Linked DNA regions of Mus musculus: all the other regions are linked to region 5. A link is a contact called in public HiChIP or PLAC-seq, Micro-C and promoter capture Hi-C data. All regions are on one chromosome and are shown on one strand. Each heading gives the region's core, a stretch centred on a gene start, on an enhancer-like site or on the middle of the called end of the contact. The rest is flanking DNA. Distances are from core to core; before and after follow the strand shown. Region 1 holds the start of Haspin (histone H3 associated protein kinase). Region 2 has its middle 11 kb from the start of Ggt6. Region 3 holds the start of Mybbp1a (MYB binding protein (P160) 1a). Region 4 overlaps Spns2 (spinster homolog 2). Region 5 holds the start of Cyb5d2 (cytochrome b5 domain containing 2).

What was found. A called contact is a pair of places that touch in the nucleus more often than the background predicts. HiChIP or PLAC-seq counts read pairs in DNA pulled down with a chosen protein or histone mark. Capture Hi-C pulls out chosen DNA fragments and counts their contacts.
Region 1: a contact with region 5 is called in a Micro-C map of embryonic stem cells, with 4 times the contacts expected there. The contact joins the promoter of Haspin here to the promoter of Cyb5d2 in region 5. A contact is called at or near these places in 1 of 39 promoter capture datasets (the C10 cell line), 3 of 484 Hi-C or Micro-C datasets (CD4 T cells, LSK cells and embryonic stem cells) and 1 of 9 other capture datasets (liver).
Region 2: a FOXA1 HiChIP or PLAC-seq map of pancreatic cancer cells shows a contact between it and region 5. The contact joins the enhancer-like site here to the promoter of Cyb5d2 in region 5. A contact is called at or near these places in 7 of 484 Hi-C or Micro-C datasets (CD4 T cells, Th17 cells, effector CD8 T cells and 4 more), 1 of 115 datasets of contacts at active chromatin or transcription factors (pancreatic cancer cells) and 4 of 9 other capture datasets (adipose tissue, liver, macrophages and 1 more).
Region 3: a promoter capture Hi-C map of liver shows a contact between it and region 5, with 3 times the contacts expected there. The contact joins the promoter of Mybbp1a here to the promoter of Cyb5d2 in region 5. A contact is called at or near these places in 1 of 39 promoter capture datasets (embryonic stem cells), 14 of 484 Hi-C or Micro-C datasets (CD4 T cells, CD8 T cells, Th1 cells and 10 more), 9 of 115 datasets of contacts at active chromatin or transcription factors (the SCID.adh cell line, acute myeloid leukemia, bone marrow-derived macrophages and 4 more) and 4 of 9 other capture datasets (adipose tissue, liver, macrophages and 1 more).
Region 4: an H3K4me3 HiChIP or PLAC-seq map of bone marrow-derived macrophages shows a contact between it and region 5, with 4 times the contacts expected there. The contact joins the enhancer-like site here to the promoter of Cyb5d2 in region 5. A contact is called at or near these places in 2 of 39 promoter capture datasets (the C10 cell line and pre-B cells), 2 of 115 datasets of contacts at active chromatin or transcription factors (bone marrow-derived macrophages and pancreatic cancer cells) and 2 of 9 other capture datasets (adipose tissue and liver).

The regions. Positions count from the first base shown.
Region 1 is chr11:73,135,309-73,139,581 of GRCm38.p6, forward strand. It overlaps Haspin (histone H3 associated protein kinase), which reads right to left and starts at 2,986. Exons shown (of 1, transcript NM_010353.2): 1 at 176-2,986. The coding sequence starts at 2,953. The coding sequence ends at 689. It overlaps Itgae (integrin alpha E, epithelial-associated), which reads left to right. Exons shown (of 31, transcript NM_008399.3): 27 at 3,147-3,203; 28 at 3,459-3,554.
Region 2 is chr11:72,422,412-72,426,674 of GRCm38.p6, forward strand. No RefSeq gene overlaps it. Among named protein-coding and RNA genes, the nearest start is that of Ggt6, 11 kb to the right of the region's middle. Within about 2 kb of position 1,495, at least 8 of the 459 cell types and tissues checked have an H3K27ac peak or open chromatin away from gene starts, as enhancers often do. A contact at or near this core is called in pancreatic cancer cells, where this site is marked.
Region 3 is chr11:72,438,961-72,443,003 of GRCm38.p6, forward strand. Mybbp1a (MYB binding protein (P160) 1a) reads left to right here and starts at 2,367. Exons shown (of 26, transcript NM_016776.3): 1 at 2,367-2,615; 2 at 2,718-2,813; 3 at 3,440-3,523; 4 at 3,610-3,684; 5 at 3,786-3,893. The coding sequence starts at 2,424.
Region 4 is chr11:72,465,454-72,469,352 of GRCm38.p6, forward strand. All of the region lies in intron 2 of Spns2 (spinster homolog 2), which reads right to left. Among named protein-coding and RNA genes, the nearest start is that of Gm40194, 10 kb to the left of the region's middle. Within about 2 kb of position 1,833, at least 162 of the 459 cell types and tissues checked have an H3K27ac peak or open chromatin away from gene starts, as enhancers often do. A contact at or near this core is called in adipose tissue, bone marrow-derived macrophages, liver and 2 more, where this site is marked.
Region 5 is chr11:72,793,225-72,797,286 of GRCm38.p6, forward strand. It overlaps Cyb5d2 (cytochrome b5 domain containing 2), which reads right to left and starts at 2,615. Exons shown (of 4, transcript NM_001024926.3): 1 at 2,289-2,615. The coding sequence starts at 2,538. Zzef1 (zinc finger, ZZ-type with EF hand domain 1) reads left to right here and starts at 3,002. Exons shown (of 55, transcript NM_001045536.2): 1 at 3,002-3,426. The coding sequence starts at 3,073.

The sequences.
Region 1 (4,273 bases), core at 1,736-4,235, 340 kb after region 5:
AACCAACCAACCAACCAAAAAAACAAAACAAAAACCAAGATAAGCTTTAGAAGAAAAAACAAGGCTAATTATGGGAAAATATTAGGAGAAACAGTCGGAAGGAAATTAGACATTAAGATTTTAAAGCAGAATCGTAATTCCCTTTCTTTGATGAAAATAAGCCAAATCTCAAACATGAGAGCCACAGAGACATTTATTTTCCTGTTGAAATTCTATAAATTCTGCTCCTGTGATTGGGGAGTGAACCGGATAAACATTTTCCATACTTTCTCTTGGTTTTGACTCTCTAGTCTCTTGCTCTCTGCTCTGCATCTTGACAACAGCATCAAGAGCAGTAAGGACCACAGCTGAGGCTTGGTTTTGCTCATCCTACACCAAGTATCAAGGCTCAAAAACCAGCAACATCAGACTTGTAGACTCTGCTGACAGGACGAGGACTTAAAGATGTGTCCACTTGTCCTCTGTCTAGTTTATTTTTTTTTTTAAAAAAGAGGAACATTTGTTAAAAGCAAGTTTAATCATGTCAACAAATGTTTTGGTTACCTTTTGAAAAACACAGTTCTCTTTTAAGAAGCTGACAGGAACTCTTAAGGATGTGCTTTCACCTCCATCTGGCTCTAGTGGCAGAGATTAGTACCAGAGGCCTAAAAGTGTACTTAAAGAGGCTCTGAAAGTCTAAGTTCCTGGCTTACCTAAATAGACTGTGTTGGCAGAGCAGGTCCGTGGCAGAGCTGAAACTCAGTACAGTCCTGTGGAAATGTTGCAGGTTTTTCCTTATTTGCTTCATGGCTGCGCTCTGGCATTTAGTCTTAAATTTCATCTTATTCAGAATCTTGTCTGTGAGGTAATGCAGCCACAGCACATTATTGTAAGGGTGATACTCACCCCAGCAGTTTTTGTTCTCCTTCCTCATGAGCCTGTAGATCTCAAACTGGTAGTCACCCTCACCTGTAAATAGGTCCTCTTCAGCGGAGATATCACAGAAAACCACAATCCCATCCCGCTCCAAGCGGGACAGGGTGTAGTCAATGATGTTGACCTGTAGCCCATGGGTGGGAATGGTGCTCGTTTTCCCATTGAGGGTGTAGCGGAGTTCTTTGAGGTTGGTTTTCTTTAAGAGCACATTTCCCCAGTGTAAGTCCCGGTGCTCAAAGTGCAGGGATGCTTCTGCCACAGCCAGAGATGCAGTGATCTGGTGGAGAATGCTCTTTGCAGTCGCCACAGAGGACAGCTTGGTTTTCATTCGCTCCAAGTCAACCCCACCAAACTCAAATTCCAGGATAATAAAGAGCTGGTCTTCCTGGAAAAAGTCAGGCCGGTCATTGGCAGATCTTTTGGTTGTGTTATAGTGATCCCAGGCTTTCAGCAGCAAGGGAGGGTAAAGCCCTTGAACACAGTGTACTGAGTTCAGCCCAATAAAGCCTTCTGTGCGGTTGTAGGCCTCACTAGACAAGAGACTCAGCTCTTTGGAGATAATGATCTCCGGCAGGATTTCCTCAAAGGTTTTCTGGTGGGACCCATTGACTAAATCTAACCCTTCAATAGCAATGATTTTTAGGGCTACAGGTGCTTGGTCGTTAATTATCTGAAACACTTCTCCAAACACTCCTTCCCCAATCTTCTCACACCGTTCCAGTTTTTCCGTGGAAAGGCAATCACTAAAGGGGATGGGCCCTTCCTGATTACACTCCCCATAAACCTTTTCAGCATAAGATGGCCTTTGGTCTGTGACATGCAGGGTCTTTAAGGGACTTAGCAAATACACAGAAGAGCATCGAGAAGAAACAGTAAGGTGTGCTCTGTTCTTGATAGGAGGGGTCGAACATTCAGACAGGAGGGACCTGGAGGAAGAACTGGCAACAGAACTGCATACCTCTATCACACTGGTTATAATTTTCTTCTTGTGGAAACCGAAGGAGGCTCTGGTTTTGGTCCAAGAATCCCTCTGGCTAGTATTCAAGTTCCATAAGGAGACTGACGCTTTCCTTTTCTTCTTAGATTGGTGGTAGTGGCGGGGAGGGGTTCCCGTTGCTTCTTGCTGTTTCCTCTTCCGGAGTGGCCCAGTTCTCTTAGGCCTGCTGATTTCCCCTGGTACACGAAGGTCTTTGCAAGCACTGGACTCCTCATAGTCTCTCTGGTCGACTCCTTGGGACACAACCTTTTTACACGCGGCCTTTCTCTTTCCCGGGCTTGTCAGATCAGGGTCCGTTAGTCTGTTTCCCATCTGCTGTCTTCTTTCACAACACGATTCCTTCACATTCTCCCCATCTGTCCCAAACTTGTTCTCTTCTGTGGCCCCTGAGTTCACAAGGCTAAAGAGAGATGACCTGAAGCTGGCTTCGGCTCGGAGGGCCCTCCCGGTGTACCTGTCACCGGTTGCTGCCACCTGGGGGCAGGGCACAGACGGTTCACTTAGGGAGGCTGCCGGCAAGTGGAAGCTCCCGGGGACTGCAGAGTCAGCATACAAAGGGTCGGGGGCTCCGGGCGAGGCCGGAGAGCTGAAGAGGGAGGCACTGGTGCCCAGCTCGTTGCTGTCCCTGGACTGGATGCACACACTGTGGTCCGACCCGAGGCAGCCCGGGCTGCAGTTGGGGAAAGGTGGCGGTCGCAGCCGGCTGCACGGGGTGCTGCACTTCTGCGGGAGCCGAGGTCGCAGCCTTTGGACTCTTGGAGTGTTTGTCAGGGTCCGCTGGTTCCGGGAGCCGCTGCCCCGAGGACGCCTCCGCCGCTGGCCCACGAGGCTGCCGGGGAAGTCGGGGTCGTCCGGGTCGTCGGAAGCGACAGCCGGCGACTCGTTACTGTCGCTGAGGCTGCTGCTGAAGGCGCGCTTCAGGTTCGGCGGCTGGAACCATTGCTCAGCCAGCCCGCCAGGCTGCCGCTGCGACCCCCGGACGCCCCTCGCCGCGTACGTTCGAAAGAGCCGGGTACCCGACCGCGGGTGAGCCTGTGCCATAGCGAGCGCCCGCCCGGCGTTTCAAACAGAAACACCGCGAGACTGCGGCGAGCGCGCGAGCGCCCGTCGGCCCGCTGGGTCCTAGCGCCGGCCCTCGGCTGCGCAGCCTGCCTGACCTCCCGGAAGCCGGCAGGGGGCAGATGCCTAGCGGGACTTGGAGCTCAGGGTGGCTCAGCAAAGGCTCTCTTTTCAGGACCACACTGAGTGCACCCAGAGTCAAGAGCCTGCGTGTGGAAGCGATCCTGTGCAGGTGAGCGAAGTCGTCTCAAGAGCCCGAGAGAGGGATGTGGAGAGCCTCTTGAGAGGGTGACTGCTTCTGCAGTGTTCTTTCTGAGACTTTCAGCCTCTCTGGTCCTGTTTGCCAGGATAACTGACACTTGGCTTGGGCGAAGGGGACTTGCTCAAATGTCTGCTCTGGGACCTTGGATGCCCTATCTTAGATATTCAGATTTTCAATCCTAAAACACGAAAAGGGAGTAAGCAGACTCACCTTTTGCTTTTGCAGCATGTAAAAGAATGGCATTCAGTGGTCTGTGCTATCACATCTAATAAAGAAAATGTAACCGTGGCCGCAGAGATCTCCGTGGGCCACACTAAGCAGGTACTTGAGACTGAGAGACTGCAGATTGGGTCGTCCAATCCTAGAGGACCTATCCTCTAAGAAAGGATAATAGCATCTGAAAGGTGCCGTTCAAAATAGATCATTTGATTGGCCTGTCTCAAACAGCTCTTAGCAAGTTACTTAGTAGGGATTTTAATCTTTTTCCATACTAAGACATGTTGGAATGACCTGTGATTACCTCTTTGTTTCATCCCCAAGTGTATCCCAGCAGCAAACCCTGCCATCCCACCTTCAGAATACATATGAAATCACTTCTCTCTGTCTCTATTGATGTGGCTGTAATTTAGGTCACCGTCTCTGGCCTGTTGCATAACCTTGGACATGCCCTCTTTGTCTTGGCTTCCCCCCTAACCAGTACAAATAGTTCTTCAAGAGCTGGAGGGCCAGGCGTGGTGGCACACACCTTTAATCCCAGCACTCAGGAGGCAGAGGCAGGCGGATTTCTGAGTTCAAGGCCAGCCTGGTCTTCAAAGTGAGTTCCAGGATAGCCAGGGCTATTACAGAGAAACCCTGTCTCGAAAAAAACCAAAAAAAAAAAAAAAAAAAAGAGCTGGAGAGGTGGCTCAGCAGTTCAGAGCATGCGCTCTTACAGAGGATATGTTGCTTCGGCTCCTAGCACTCAAGTTGGGCAGCTCACAACTACTTGGGACTCCAGCTGTTGGAGGATCTAACTTCCTCTCTTGGTCTCCATGCATATG
Region 2 (4,263 bases), core at 245-2,744, 370 kb before region 5:
TTAAGCCCAGGAGCTGGAGAGATGGTTCAGCAGATAAGAGCACTGGCTGTTCTTCTAACGGACCCTGGTTCAATTCCCAGGACCTGCATGGTGGTCCACAATTGTCTGTAACTCCAGTTCCTCTTCTAGCTTCCTTTGGTACCAGGGATGGATATGATTCACAGACATACATGCACACAAAGCACCCAATCACATTTTAAGAAAAAATTTAAAAATACTGCATGCCTTTAATCCCAGCACTCAGGAGGTAGAGGCAGATGGATCTCTGTGAGTTCAAAACTAGCCTGGTCGACACAGTGAGTTCCAGGACAACCAGTGATCGTACAACTGAACCACTTCTCCAACCCCTAAAAATTGTTTTAAAGGGAAAGACAGGCTTGCAGCTGTGTACACGGTTTTTCCTTGGACTTATTTTGTTGTTTGTTGTTGAGACAGGCAGATCCTAGGGTTTTGCTAGCCTGTTAAGCAAAGACCCTGTCTAAAAAATAATAGTTCTAGAAAACACTCAGTATTGATCTCTAGCTTACATCACACACACACACACACACACACACACACACACACACACACATGACACACAAATTAAAAAAAAAAAGGAAAAAGAAAAACAGAAAAATATAGTCCAGGTGTGGTAGCTCATACTGTATGTAATACTAAGCGTTTAAGAAGCAGAAGTCAGCAGATCTCCAGGTTGGAGGCTAGCCTGGTCTACCAAGAAGCAAGTTCCAAGATAGCCATGACTTCACAGAGAAACCCTGTCTCAACAACAAGAATCAACTCTTAGCCAGGCATGGTGGCGCACGCCTTTAATCCTAGCACTCGGGAGGCAGAGGCAGGCGGATTTCTGAGTTCGAGGCCAGCCTGGTCTACAAAGTGAGTTCCAGGACAGCCGGGGCTATACAGAGAAAACCTGTCTCAAAAAAAAACAAACAAAAACCAACCAAACAAAAAGAATCAACTTCTGTTTCACATTTTAGTGAAACTTAAGAACAGAAAGGGATGAGGGGGCATTGAAATCACAGTGCCAGAGGCTGGGGGGGGGGGGCTACCTAAAGGTAAAAGGCAAGACTCTAGCATGAGAGTCTTCATCAGCAACAGTGGAAGAAAAAAAAAAAGAAAGAAAGAAAAAAGGAAAATATAGATAAAGGAAAATAAACTCACACTTAGAATTGAATACACAACTGTATGTTTCAAGAGCAAGTGACAGATTAAAAACGTTCTTGATCATCACTGAGAAGAACCTAGAAGGAAGCAATAATAATGGAATACATCCTCCAAACCTGGAGAGGCAGCGGTGATGACTGATTTGGGGTTTTTGTCTGCTGCAACTAAAACCACAGCATGGGGTGGGGTGGGGCTGGCAAGACAGTCCAGGTCCCTGTGTAGCAGGTGCTGCCCGAGTCCTAGCTCACATTGTCTCAGCCTTACCTCTGACTTCAGCCAAGATTCTAGGAGAACACGCTCTCCCCTTTCTGCTCCAGGATTTCTGGTAAGGCCTTGATGGAGGGATGTCACCACTCCAGCACCCCACTTAAGGGGATCAGTAATATTTGTGGTGTTGTGGCTGGCTGACTCAGAATAAAAATATTCCCAGCATTCACCCATGAGGCATTTAAACCCGAGTAACATTCCACACAGTTTATCTATTATCAATTAATGGGCATTTAGATCACACCTGACCTTTGGCTGTTGTAAAAGCATCACTGTGACAGTGGGAATGTTTGAATGTATTGATTAAGTTAGTTGCCAATCATTCACAGAACCCTACTGTCTTCTAGGGACTGTGGTAAGATCTGGAAAAACAGCAACAAACAAAAGAAACACCTTGGCATCAAGGAGCTTGTGTTCCAATTCGGACAGGCCATGTTCGCACAAGTTCTCTGATTGCAGGTGCCAGGTAGTGGCATGCCGAGATGGCATCAGGGTCTGTGGTTCATAATGACAGAAGAGGTGAGGTCTGCTTTATCCAGGGTGGCCTAAGAAAGGATGTCCGTGGACAGACAGACATAACTGGAAGAAACAGCGGAAGAGACGGAAAGTGTATTTTGGCTCACGGCTTCATGGGATCGCAGTCCTCCACGGCTGAAAAGGCGTGCCTGTGTTCACATAGCTAGGGGTGCATAGGTTGACCACGGGAGCTCTGATCTTCAAAAGGCCTGCTCTAATAAGCTACGTCTGCCAGGTAGAACCCACGTTCTAATGACTCCTCAACCTCCAAAAACAGAACCATCAGCTGGGGAACAAGTGTTCAAAACATGATTCTGTTGGGGACATTTCACATTCAAAGCATATAGCACAGGCCATTTTCCCAAGTGTTCTGTCACATTGAGACCTCTGCCTAGCCAGATATGTGCACTACACAGACAAGGTTTCCAATGGTCTCTACCACCTCTAGTCCCAGGGTGAAGGAACGGTGTAGTTATCCAGCCCCTCCCACCTCCCACACTGCTGACTGTAGAGTCAGGGAGAGCCCATCAGAGAACCACTGCGGGTCTAAGCAGTTGTAACTCACACAGCTAGAATGAATGTGGGGTCGGCTGCCTCAGGAGTCTACCAGAGAGGGTAGACTCTCTCACACTCTTAGAGGTCTCACACTCTTAGAGGGATTGTGGCTTTGTAAATGGGCTAGCCTTGTTTCCCCTTTTCTCATCCACCCTGTCAATACCCAGTGCCCTAGATTCCAGGTCCTCCAATGTTACAGGAAATGTGATCACACTGTGAACCCCAAGATTGTGTTATTACTGGAAAAAAACTGTTTCTAGTTGTGGTGTGGCTCAGCTGTAGCACACACCCTTAATTCAAGGGTGTTCTGTTTATTGTAAACAAGATTAAGTAATGTTAACCTTAGGTCAAGAGGCCAAGTTGACAGTGAGAGAACATAGGGAAAAAAAAAACCATAGAGAATAAAAAGAAGTCAGGAGGATGGATAGAGAGAGGCACAGGAAGCAGATGGGAGGGACATTCAGTTTGAGGGGTTTTGAGACACCATGGAGAGGAGAGCTTCCTGTTGACTGAGGAGGAAGATGAGCTGGGTGCTCTCTCTGCCTCTCTGAATTAGCAGGCTTTGACCCCAGCTTCTGGCTCCTGAGTCTTTATTGGCAGTTCTTCCTAGTCCTACCCATGCTCTCAGCAGGACTTCTCAGCTTTCCCTCCCCCCCTGGAGCAGCCCTCTTTCCTTCCTTCATACACCTTCACAAGACAATGACATCATGCATTAAACTTTCTTCTGCACAAGAAGAAACATAGAACAGAGGTGACCAGGGGCGTAACAGGCAGGAGAGAATTATTATTTGATGCTTACAGAACTCATTGTGCTGGGCTCCAGTTTCTGTCTCAAAAACCTAATAAGTGACTTCCATGTCTGGTATTGATTGCCTTAGAAATCGTCCACCTGAAAGAAATTAGAAATCTAGAAAAATGGCTAACAATGAAGAGAAACAGAAAAGGAAAGAAATATGGAGAAAATATACAAGCCATGATTTTAGACATTAAATAACAGGTCGCCCAGATCCCTGAGAAGAGAGAAATTATTTGTGTGAGATCCTAGCTCCTAGCCTCAGAGCTTCAAGGAATGTTTGGTCACAATACAATGAGGAAGATACCAAACAGAGCATGGAGTCTCACTGAGCTGCGGAGGAAAAGACTGGAGTTCTAAATGGAAAGCAATTTGTAAAACCTTCGTACTGAGAAAATACAAGCATCGTTAAAAAAAAAAACAAACCCTCCAGATGTCTACACAAGAGTACGCTGGAGGGTTAACCAAGAACTGATGCTCTCCTGTGTGAGAACAAAATACCCAAGGCCAGGAAAAGGGTTGTCACAAAGTAGTAGGCCAAAAAATGTCTGGAATTCACACAAGACTAGAAATAGTCTAATGAAAAGCTCTTGTCACCCATCAATCACTGCATTGAGTCCTCAGAAAGATCACACATTAGTAGCAGAATTAATTAATCTCAAAATAAAGTCTTCCTACCATAATAAGGCTTCAAAGGAAGTCTGAATGGATCAAGAGCATTCACAAGTGTTTTACAACATGCCAGAATGAAACCCAACACTCTACAAAGGAGTATATCAAAATACAGCACTCAGCAACATAAAATTTACAGCATCTAGTACCCATTTAAAAATCACCAGGTAGGCTGAGGATATAGCTCAGCTGGTAGAATACTCCCCTAGTCTGCACAAAACCCTGCATTATGGGCTGGAGAGATAGAGAACAGTTAAGAGTCCTGGTTGCTCTCACAGAAGGCACAGATTCAATTC
Region 3 (4,043 bases), core at 1,117-3,616, 350 kb before region 5:
TTTTTTTAATTAAAATGATACTTTTAGACGGGCAGTGGTGGTACAAGCCTTTAATCCCAGCACTTGGGAGGCAGAGGCAGGTGGATTTCTGAGTTCGAGGCCAGCCTGGTCTACAGAGTGAGTTCCAGGACAGCCAGAGTTACACAGAGAAACCCTGTCTCAAAAAAAAAAAAAAGATGCTTTTATCTTCTGTGTGTGTGTGAACTGCATATATGCACATGTCCCACATGCTTCTTCTGTCTGAGGTCAGAGGAGGGCTTTGGCTCCCCTGTAACTGGGGTTACAGATGTGAGCTGCTATATGGGTGCTGGGAACTGAACCTTGATCCTCTGCAATAGTAGTAAGTGATTTTTTGTTTGTTTGGTTTTGTTTTTTTTCCAGACACGGTTTCTCGGTATAGCCCTGGCTGTCCTGGAACTCACTCTGTAGACCAGGCTGGCCTCAAACTCAGAAATCTGCCTGCCTCTGCCTCCCGAGTGCTGGGATTAAAGGCGTGCACCACCGCGCCCGGTTTAGTAAGTGCTTTTCACTAACACGCCATATCCCTTGTCTCTATAATTTTGTTTTTTAAGGCAGAGTCTCCCTGTGTAATCCAGTCTGGCCCAGGCACTGGGATTACAGGATCACCAACACAGTCAGCTAATTGTTTTGTTTTGTTGGCTTGGGGATCAAATTTAGAGCACTGATGTGCTTGGCTGGTGTTCTATTTCCATACCATATCCCCAAACCCAAGCTAGCAGAGCTCTTAATTGTACCATCTCCACTTCTCTCTCAGACAAAACATTGCTAGGCGCAATGATTCCACCATCTATTCAACGATTTTAGCTTTTAGCCTGGTGTCCTTTCTAGCAAATCATCTCCTTTGGCCCAGGTCATCGCCTACGTTGACATTTGCCATAGGTTAGCCAAGGCCTTACTCCAGCATAATTCACTGCCTCGGTACTCACAGCCACGGGCTGTGGCTGCTCTCAGCTAACAGTTGACCTTTTAAAACTGTAAATCAGATGTAAATCCTCCCTGCACTCTCTGAAGAAATTCTGAACCCTTGAGCCTGGCCCTGGGTTCTATATAACCTTGCTCCTGGCACCTGAGTCCTCCTCCTCACCTTACTGACCTCATTCCCGTAAGAGATGAGTGGCCTCTGTAGAAGAAATGTCCTTGGCCTGCTCTTAGATTTTTGCCCTGGGGACAATAGAGCCCATCTTGTCCCTCAGCTGTCAGCTCACATGTCAGTCTTGTCATGGTCTCTTAAATAGAATCTTAGAATCTATAGAATTTTCCCTTTAATTTTTTTTTTGGTTTTGTTTTTGTGTGTGTGTGTGGTTTTGGGTTTTTTGGTTTTTTTTGTTTTGTTTTGTTTTGGTTTGGTTTGGTTTTTCGAGACAGGGTTTCTCTGTGTAGCCCTGGCTGCCCTGGAACTCACTTTGTAGACCAGGCTGGCCTTGAACTCAGAAATCCACCTGCCTCTGCCTCCCAAGTGCTGGGATCAAAGGTGTGCACCACCATGCCCGGCTTCCCTTTAATTTTTTTTTTTTAAGAAAATGTTGTTTATTTTATTTTATTTTTTTTTTTGTTTTTTGTTTTTTTTTTTTTTTTGGTTTTTCGAGACAGGGTTTCTCTGTATAGTCTTGGCTGTCCTGGAACTCACTTTGTAGACCAGGCTGGCCTCAAACTCAGAAATCCGCCTGTCTCTGCCTCCCAAGTGCTGGGATTAAAGGCGTGTGCCACCACCTCCCGGCTGTTTATTTTTATGAATACACTGTATCTGTCTTCAGACACACCAGAAGAGTGGATTGGATCCCATTACAGATGGTTGTGAGCCACCATGTGGTTGCTGGGAACTGAACTCAGGACCTCTGGAAGAGTAGTCAGAGCTCTTAACCGATGAGCCATCTCTCCAGCCCCTCCCTTTAATTTTTAACAGGCGATGTTTTCACGTTTTTTAACATTTAAAAGGCTCCCTCTGCTCCCTACATTCCTTATTTTCCTCATAACTATCATTTAAAATGTATTTGTCTACTCGTTCATCAACCATCTCTTCCCACTAGAAAGGAAGTCCACAGAAGCCGCGGCTTTGTTCGGATGCACACAATAAAAGCGGAATAATAGCGGATGTCTCGGACTAGATCGCGAGCAGACCCGGGTCTGGGAAGAGATCATACTACGGCTTTTTCGTGGATTTGTTTGCACCTCCGGTCGTCAGGAACTCCTCCAGGTTAAAGGAAGAGATCGAAGCATCAGTTTCTGAGCACACGCGCGTGTGAGAACACTCTGCTCCACCCACAGCCACAAGGGAAAGGCAAGGCCGTACGGAAGCCACTTCCAACCTGCTAGGCCCCGCCCTCACTCGGACGTCCCAGTGCGCAGGCGCCGAGACCTGACCTGGAAGTGACTGTCTTCTGAGCCCACGTGTTTGGCTCAGCATGGCGGAGATGAAGAGCCCCACGAAAGCTGAGCCTGCGACTCCCGCAGAAGCGGCGCAAAGCGACCGCCACAGCCTGCTGGAGCACAGCCGCGAGTTCTTGGACTTCTTCTGGGACATTGCGAAACCGGATCAGGAAACGCGGCTCCGGGCCACGGAGAAGTTGTTGGAGTACTTGCGCACAAGGCCCAATGTATGATGGAGGGGCCCAGGCCCATCGTGGCTCTGGATGCAAGGGGGAGGGGTGGGCCCTTCAGATCACTGTTGAACACGAGGGATGTTCTTGGTTCCGTAGGATTCGGAGATGAAATATGCCCTGAAGCGCCTAATCACTGGGCTTGGGGTGGGCCGAGAAGCCGCTAGGCCCTGCTACAGCCTGGCGCTGGCACAGGTGAGACTGTGTGTCTGGCAAGGGCACGATCTCGCTGGGCAAAGGTGGCGTCTAAGGGTAGGGGGCACCGAAGCTGCGGGGTAAGAAGAAATCCGAGATGCTTCAGAGGGGATACAGGCATCCTTACTTGGGTGGGAGGAAGTGCCAAAACATGGCCTATGTACAGCAAAGTCCAGGCAGGTGGAAGAGTTGAACACGTTTTCTTTCTGATACACGTTTATCAGCTACAGAGTATTAGCTACAGTTACTGGAAGTAGTGAACTTTGAGGTTGATTTCTGCAAGGTTGGGGAGCCGCCTCCAGGTTAGGAAGGCAACTGATGACAGACCACGTAGAAATTTGTACAGCAAAAAGCAATGAAGACTAACCAGCCTCAAGGCAACTCAGAACAGGATCTTTGGATGGGATGGGTTTTCCCAAGAGGTACAGAAGCAGCCTAGGCCTTCTGAAGCCTTGATGGAGGTGGGGCTTAGCCATGTAAGATGTGGTCCCTTGAAAGCAGTAGCGCTTGTGAGGGATGGGAGGAGCACGGAGATTATATTGGGGAAAGCTGAAGGAGGGAAATGGACTTGGTCTGGTTTGTTGTCCCTGGGCCACTCCTGAGCTCTTTCTGGTCTTGCCTGGTAGCTGTTGCAGTCTTTTGAAGACATCCCATTGTGTGACATCCTGGATCAGATACAAGAAAAATACAGCCTACAAGCCATGAACAAGGTGCGTGAGATTCCCAGACAGACAACCTGCTCCTGAACAGCTATGGGGAGGGACCCTCTTCACCTGTGTTTTCAATCTTTTTCTAGGCAATGATGAGACCTAGTCTCTTTGCAAACCTTTTTGGAGTGCTAGCCCTCTTTCAGTCAGGCCGCCTAGTGAAGGTAAGAGCTTTTGGCACGGGGCGCAGGGACTGGTTTAGGGCTGGAGGGGAACAGATGGTAACAGACCCTGCTCTTCACCTTTTGCTCTCTGTGGATACCAGGACAAAGAGGCCCTGATGAAGTCCGTGCAATTGCTGAAGATCCTGTCCCAACACCCCAACCACTTACAGGGACAGCCAATAAAGGCTCTGGTGGACATCCTCTCTGAGGTAGAGAATCACAAGTCATGCCGTCTGATTTGGGAAACGTTGAAAAGATTTGGGTAGGAACATGATGAGGACAGATGGTTTGACCATGCAACTGGTATGAGGAGGTTGTTTGTTTGTTTGTTATTCCTCTCTCACCAACTATCTTAAATC
Region 4 (3,899 bases), core at 583-3,082, 330 kb before region 5:
TACTAACATACGTTAGGTGCTTGGGATTCATGGGTAGATAAACAGGAGATTCCTGCCTTCCCGGAACTTAATGATCTAAGGAAGAAAGGCACATAAATAACAAAATAGTAGTAATAATTAACACGCTGTATGAGGAATATTAAGCAGGTACAGGAGATGTATAGATATATGAAATGTATGTGAAGAGATACGTGTATGAAGGACCACAGCCTGGAGGAAGGAGTGGCAAGAAGCAGCTGCTGATAGATGCATGAGGAAGATGAGGCTTTCCGCAGAAACAGAAAGCCAGGAGAAACTGAAGCTCAGGAGCTGAGCGCACAGGGACGATCCTGCAGCCTCGGGTGGAATCTGGCAAAAACCAAGCCATTTCTGTGACCGAGGTGAGGTTGATGCATTGGCCATTCCTGTTCGAACATCTCTGCCAAACATCTCTGCTGCTCTGTACAGCCAGAGTCCAGTGTTGCCTTAGAGTATGATAGACATTATCATAAAATTTTATTGAGAATACATGTATGAGAGAGAAGACAGATCATACAGTATTAAATAGAAGAGACGGTGACATTTCAACTCAGCAAAGACCTGCAGGAGACAAGGAAACAGTCATAGAAGTACCGGGGAAAGGAGAGCTAGAGTGCACTTGGTGTGTTTGCGGGGCGTGAAAGAGGCCAGAGTGTCTGAAGCAAAGTGACGGAGGGGGAAGGGTGGAAGACAAGGCTAAGAGGCCAGATGGAGTGGGATCCTCACGGGGAAGGCAGGAGATGCTGAACAAAGAACTAATGACCTGGTTTGGCTCTGCTGGGACAAGAGCACAGTAATGTTCAGGGACTTGGGAGAGAATGCCACTGTTGATGATGGGAGGGGTTGGTGTTCTAGGTGAGATACAGAGATCCAGGTAGAATAGAGGCCAACTACACAGACAGGGAGTCCCCTCTGTCTCATGGAAGGCAGTCCCACTGCCAGTAGGCAGATGGCCAGACAACACTGACCTCTGTACGCTAGGTTCATGTGTATGTGGTTTAGCAGCCTCTGGGGAGACAGTATTTAGGGGGAGGAGCAATGACGAGAGGAAGGGCGTGAGCAGGGCAAAGTGGGTTGCTCAGAGTAGCATGAAGGGTTCTTTTCTCCGCTAGACTTGAAAACACAGGAGAGGGGACCTGGTAATTCAGGTCTGTGACTTAAGCTTTGGGCAGAATCAGTCCTTGCGCCATAGGGTTCAACCCCAGCTCTGCACCTTCTTAGGTAGGCTCCTTTGCCAGGTCACATCTCTGTCATTGTCAGCCTCATTGATGTGCTGGTAAATGTGTAGAAACAGGTTCTCTAAAAAGGGACAGAGGAGGGGCCCCACGATGCCTGGGGGTTGTGCATCTCCACAGTATAAACACTCTACCCGGCTGAGGCCAAGTCACCTAAGAGATGTGAAGCTCAGAGCTTAGTACCTTGTTCAGTCATAGGCGTTTCCACCATTCAGATAAAAGGAGTTTACCTTAAGCACACTGATAATGTCTTGATGTAAGAAAGTAATTAGGAAGCGATGACTTCTGAGAATTTATCAGCTTCTTTCAGTACAGATCACTCAGTTGTAAGTTTATTATGATTTAGTTCTAACAATGGCTGTGTCTAACAATCGGCTCACACAATTCCTAAAAATTTAACAATCGACTCTCATGAGCCACTCTAAGCCAGCTCCCCACGCCAACTTCCTCATCTGTAAAATGAAGATAAAAATAGCTGCTGCTCTGGTGGCTTGAGTATTGGATGAGACAGTGTGGGGGAAGGTGCTTCATGCCCTGCCCTCCGAGGCGCAGGCTGGGTCAACAAGGCTCGTGTTTACATTAGCCAGGGCCAGTATTATTTCCTTACATCTACAGAAAGAATGCTTTCTTGTCAGCTCTGCCTCCTAAGACCTGCCCAAGATCAGATCAGGATGTGGACGAGGAAAAGCTTAGTCTCAAAGGGCTTACACATGTTTAGAGGGGAAGAGGAACAACTGCCTTCTGTATGCCAGTCTGAACTGGGTGGGGAGTGGGCAGAGACAATCTGAGTAGGCAGTGCCTCTTGTCTAGCCAAAGTGCAGGTCCTACCATGAATTGCACAGCTTGATGTACTTAAAGCCTGTGAATCAGTAAGGGTCACCAAATCCTGCTAATGTCAAAGTGGGTAATGAAACGTGCCTAGGAGTTCACCATGATGACAACACATGCACACACACACACACACACACACACACACACACACCACTCTCTCGCTCCCCCTCACACTATCTCTCACACACAGTCACACACACGCACACATGCACACATACTCTCACACACACGCACACACACTCTCACACACACACATTATCTCTCATACACAGTCACACACATGCACACATGCACACATACTCTCTCACACAACACACGAACACACACATACTCTCTCACACACACATACTCTCTCACATACATACTCACACACACATGCACACACACATACTCTCTCACACACTCACACACACATACTCTCACACACACACATACTCTCTCACACACATTCTCTCACACACACACACTATCTCTTACACACAGTCACACATACTCTCACACACACACGCACACACACTCTCTCTCTCACACACACACACACAAGCACACACACATACTCTCACACACACTGACACACACACACACACACACACAGAGGCACGCACACACTGTCACAGGCACGCGCACACTGTCACATTCACACACACATTATATAAATTTCAAGTCTTCTAATCATATTGTACGATGGTTAATGAAGCACGATGCTTATTGTTAATAACGCCTGCAGTTGTCACTGATGGATCAGTTATGACAGACCAGGCCCTGGACACACACTTGGCACATGCATTCATCATTTCTGTCGATTCTCTCTCTAACTTCATCTTACAGAGAAGATGACCCAGCTGAAAGAAGTGATGTCACAGGGCAACTGTATGTCTGAGTCAAAATTAAACTGTAGTTTAGCTGACTCTGAAGCCCTCGCTTTAAATCATATCACTTGATGCTAGACTGGGAAGAGGATGGTCCCCACAGACGCCCCTGACGTCAGAGAATATTCATGCTATACTGGGAACAGCAGGAGATGGGTCAGGCTGCAGCGTGAGAAGGCCACAGGGGGACACACGTCCCTAGAGACCAGGACTGGGCTTACATTCTGAGGCCTAGCATGTCCCATCCCACCCCTGTGAAGGGAGTGCTTTCAAAAGCCCTCACTGAGTGACTGAAGGAACCTGAGGCAGGCACCTGGACCTTGGCCACATGGCACCATTTTCAGCAGGGCCGTCTGGCTCTCCCACTCTGGCTTTTTGCTCCTGCAGTGGGTAGGATCACTGCAGCTAGGTAGGCTCCCAGAACAGCAGTGCACGTGTTTCCACCTGCCAGTCAGGCCTGCCGTGCTCCCAAGCTCCTCCATTCCATCAGAAAACTTGAGCCCTACTTTTCTGTACCCACATTACAGCTGGAGCCACTGAGGCCCCAGCGAGTAGAGAGACTCATCCTAGATGACTTAGCCAGCTTGCCAGTCTTATGACTTCCTTTAAGAACAAAGGAATTCAGGGTCAGGAATGTGCCAGGTCACCTTTGCAGCCTGATGAGGAGCCTCCAGCTCTTCCTAGCCCTCAGGGGTATCACTGGCCAATGGCAGTCCCTGTACGCTGCTAGGATAGGTACAGGAGGAACAATCCAAGCAAAGGACAGAGAACTATATGTCCCTCAGAAACAATGGGCACTGAGAGGCCTACAGAGCCAGTAGGCAGTTCTGCTGGGAATAAAAACCAGCAACAGCTAGAAGCTTCCTGTGCTGTCCACCCCAGCCTCCCTCTTTGTGGGAGGACAGCTTTCAGACCAGACTAGCTACCCCGCCCCACCCCCAACCTC
Region 5 (4,062 bases), core at 1,365-3,864:
TAAAGGCGGAATGAGCCAGAAGATGAGAAGGAGCCAGATTAGAAAAGAATGCCAGAGTTAGTTTAAGGCCAAGCTGAGCAATAGAGTCAGAGGTCGAGAGAGAAGCCAGATTGAATCAGTCAGCTTGGAAAGGAGTTGGAGCTTTAACAGTTGAGTTGAACCAGCCAGCCAGAGCTCAAACAGAACTAGAAAGGGTGAGCTTATATAGGAGTAAGTCTTGGAGGCTGAAAACATTCTAGGCCCGGATTAGATTGTCTGGGAGCTAGAAGCTTCCAGGACTAGGCCTAGGTTAGCAGGAGACAGTAAGCCTTCCAGGTGACAATTACATCAGGTGAATAAAAGTTACTTTTACAAAGCTAGACTAGAAAAGGACATGTGGGGCTGGAGAGATGGCTCAGTGGTTAAGAGCACCGATTGCTCTTCCAAAGGTCCTGAGTTCAAATCCCAGCAACCACATGATGGCTCACAACCATCCGCAATGAGATCTGACGCCCTCTTCTGGTGTATCTAAAGACAGCTACAGTGTACTTAGATATAATAATAAATTAAAAAAAAAAAAGAAAAAAGAAAAGGACATGTGTGAGGTATATGATTCTATTCATAGAAGGGGCAAATCCATAGGAAGAGAAAGTACACAGGAATTCCCAAGGGTTGTGGGGAGGTAGAGAATGGAGAGGAGTGGATGATGGGTAGTTTCCCTTGGGGATGAGCAAAATGTTCTGAAATTAGGTGATGATAATGTTTGTTTGTCTCTGTGCCTTTAACATAAAGACTTTTCTGTGACTTGTGCCTTAATAAAAATAAGTACTGACTATATAAATGAGTACATTTGCTTCCCTAATAGACTGTGTGGGCAGTCAGACACATCTTGGATTCCTCAGCACCTGGCCAAGGGAGGACCCATGGTAGTAGTCAATAAATGGAGCTCAAAAATTATATGCACAGAACGCAAAAGCTACTAGAGCATACTAGCCCAGAAATGGAAGCATGTATGTTCACACTTGTGCATGCATCCATGACAGCTATACCAGATGTTAGTAGTGTCCTAAAGTGCACTCAAGTGGCAAGAAAAAACTCTTGATTCCAGTCTAGCATTGCTTCTAACTCTCCATGTCCTTGGGTAGGTCCTATCCCAGGTTAGACTGTTTGAAAAGTCTGGAGAGAAGGAAGTGAGTGATCTGTATTTAAAGGTAGCTTCCTAATTCTCCTAAATGACCGGTGGACTGCTTGAAATTTTTGTCAGTCTAGTTACCAGTCTTGCCCTGCGATCTTCCTTCCCAAATAAACAAAGAGAGAGGTATTCTCCTTGGCTAGAAAAACAACACCTTTAAAATTGGTAGCTGGGAAGCTGGCTTACTGGTTAAGAGCAGTGGATGCTCCTCCAGAGAAGCAAAGTTCCCAGCACCCAGATCACAACCATGTTTACTAGTTACAGGGATTTGAAAACCTCTTCTGGCTTCGATGGGCACCAAGTACACAGGTAGTTCAGAGTTGTACAAGGAAGTAAAACACTCATACACATAAAATAAAAATTAAAAGCTATTAGGTTGGTAGTTCTCATATCTTGTTAAGGCTTTTAGTCAAATTACATTTTCCGATCCCCTCCGTTGTTAAGGGGTAACGGGAGCACAGCAGAATGGAGTTAATTTGATAAATGTTCTTAGGAAGGCTAATATACCAAATTTTGTCAGAAGTTTTGTTTCGTGTTGTTTTAGAGCCAGCCTGGCCACAAATTCCTGGCTCAATGGATCTTTGTAGCTCAAGAGATCCTCCTGTCTCAGCCACTCCAGTTAAAACACCACTTCTGGTTTATTGTAGGTATTTTAATACTACAAAAGATACTTGCTTTCCTGTGCTCTAACTTCATTCCCCGCTTGATTCTCATTTTTTTTTTTTAAAGAAAAGCAGACAAGTGCATCTACTAGAATTAAAAAAGACTCAAATATTATATTAGGGGAAACGGAGGCGGGCGGAGGAAAGGTTATTTCGGGTCAGTCTAAAGAGCCTGAAAGCACGGTAGCTCTAGAGACCAGGTAGACTTCTGAGTGTAACCACTACCTAACAAGACACATCTTTCTCCGAATCAGTCACACAGTGCAGCAGACAGAGTCGGAGGGTACATAACTAGCACAGTTGCGTCCAAGCTGCAAACCAGGACCGTGTCCTTCCCACCGCAGCAGTCTGAGGAATGTGGGATGACGAGGCGCGGAGGAATAAATTACTGGACGAACGCAAGCCGTGGCTACGAGCCCACGCAGGAGGAAAAGGTGTGAGAGCCTCGCCGATACCTGCGAAGCCGCTATAGTGCGCCCCAGGCTCGTAGTGCCTCCTGCCAGAGGACACGTCGTAGACGCGGCCGAGCAGTGCCAAGTACAGGCCCGGGTCCCCTGGGCCGCCGCGATAGCGGGCTAGCTCCTCGGGAAGGAAGAGGCGAATACCAGGGCGGGGACCCCACCAGTCCATCAACCACACGGCCATGACAGCCACCGCCGCCACGGCCAGGCTCAGCACCACACCAAGCCCGCATATCCTCAGCATCTATACAGCAACACACCAGACACGCTTCGGAGGTAGCCACCTCTTAAGCCACCACTAAGACAGCAGAGACGCCGGCCGTGACGTCGGCAGCGCGACACTGACAGACTTCACAGCAAAGTTGACTCTTTTGCCCCCGACTCTTTCTTCTTTTCTTGTCCAGCCTAGATTCTGAACGTGAAGCGTGGAGCAGAAAAGGGGAACAGTACAGAGAAAAAACAAACAAACAAACAAACAAACAAAAAGTCCTGGCTTACAGTTTATCCGCCCTCAACAAAGATGGCGGCAGAGGCGGCTAGACGGATACGTTAACGGGTGGGTTCCCGGGCTTCATTAAGCTGTCGTGAGCAAATGGAATCCGCTTGACGGCTCCGTTGCGACATCAGGCCTCGCTCGACAGCCAGGAAGCCGGAAGTCACTGCCGCCGCTGTGGTCTCCACCCCGTCCCCGCCCGCCAGGAGCTGTCGGAGGTTGACAGGTCGTGGCTGGGAGGCGGCGGCGGCGGCGACACCTCCGAGCACCCAAGACGGAGACCCCATGGGGAACGCTCCGAGTAACAGCAGCGAAGACGAAGCGGCGGCCGCAGGGGGTGAGGGCTGGAGCCCACATCAAGATTGGGCTGCCGACTCTGGCACGACCCCCGGCCCCGGCCCTGCGGCCGCGGTGCTGCCTTCCGCCGCTGCACTCCTGGAACCCGCTCGGCTGCGAGAGGCAGCGGCTGCGTTGCGGCCCGCACCTCCCTGCGAATCCCTGGTGTCGAGGCACCACGGCGCGCTCTTGCGCTGGCTGGAAGAGCGGCTGGGCCGCGGTGAAGAGTCCGTCACCCTGGAGCAGTTCCGGGAGTTGCTGGAGGCTCGCGGCGCTGGATGTTCGGGCGAGCAGTTCGAGGAGGTCAGGGCTGGCTGGCTGGCTGGCTGGCGACAGCGGTGCGGGAGCAGGGTGGTCGCCAATAAGGTCCTGAAGAGGTGGGCGGTTGCTTTGCGGAGGCCAGCCAGGAAGCCATAGGGTCCTCGGGTTCTTAGAATGGAAGTATGGCGTTGTCCGAACTCTTTCGGAGTGCATCACTACGGAATTTTGCTACGTCTCTCGCCTTTACTAGAGGTGTGGAAAGTCCAGGCTACATTAGCTTTGTTCCGAAGAGAGGAGCAAGCCAAAAAAAAGTCTCTGCATGTGGTAGGCAGACATTTGTGCAGTTGACAGGCTTAGTTGCTTGCTGGACCTTATCAGAGTAAGACAATTACGAGAAAGGATGTGCAAAGATCAAGGGAGTGGCCATGAAAACCATTCTGTTTTACTGGCCTGTGCAGGAATCTTGTAGAGAACCATCTGAGTCTAATGTGGAAGGAGGGTAACATTACACTGAAAAGACTCATTCTGCAAGCCGTTCATGACTATAAAATACTAGGTTTTGTTTGGTTGGTTGTTTTTTGTTTGTTTGTTTTTTTTTAACAAGTATACACTGGATTTTAAATCATTGAAGAACTTGTTCCAGGCTCATTTGAAACCTTATCAAACCTAAAGTTGATA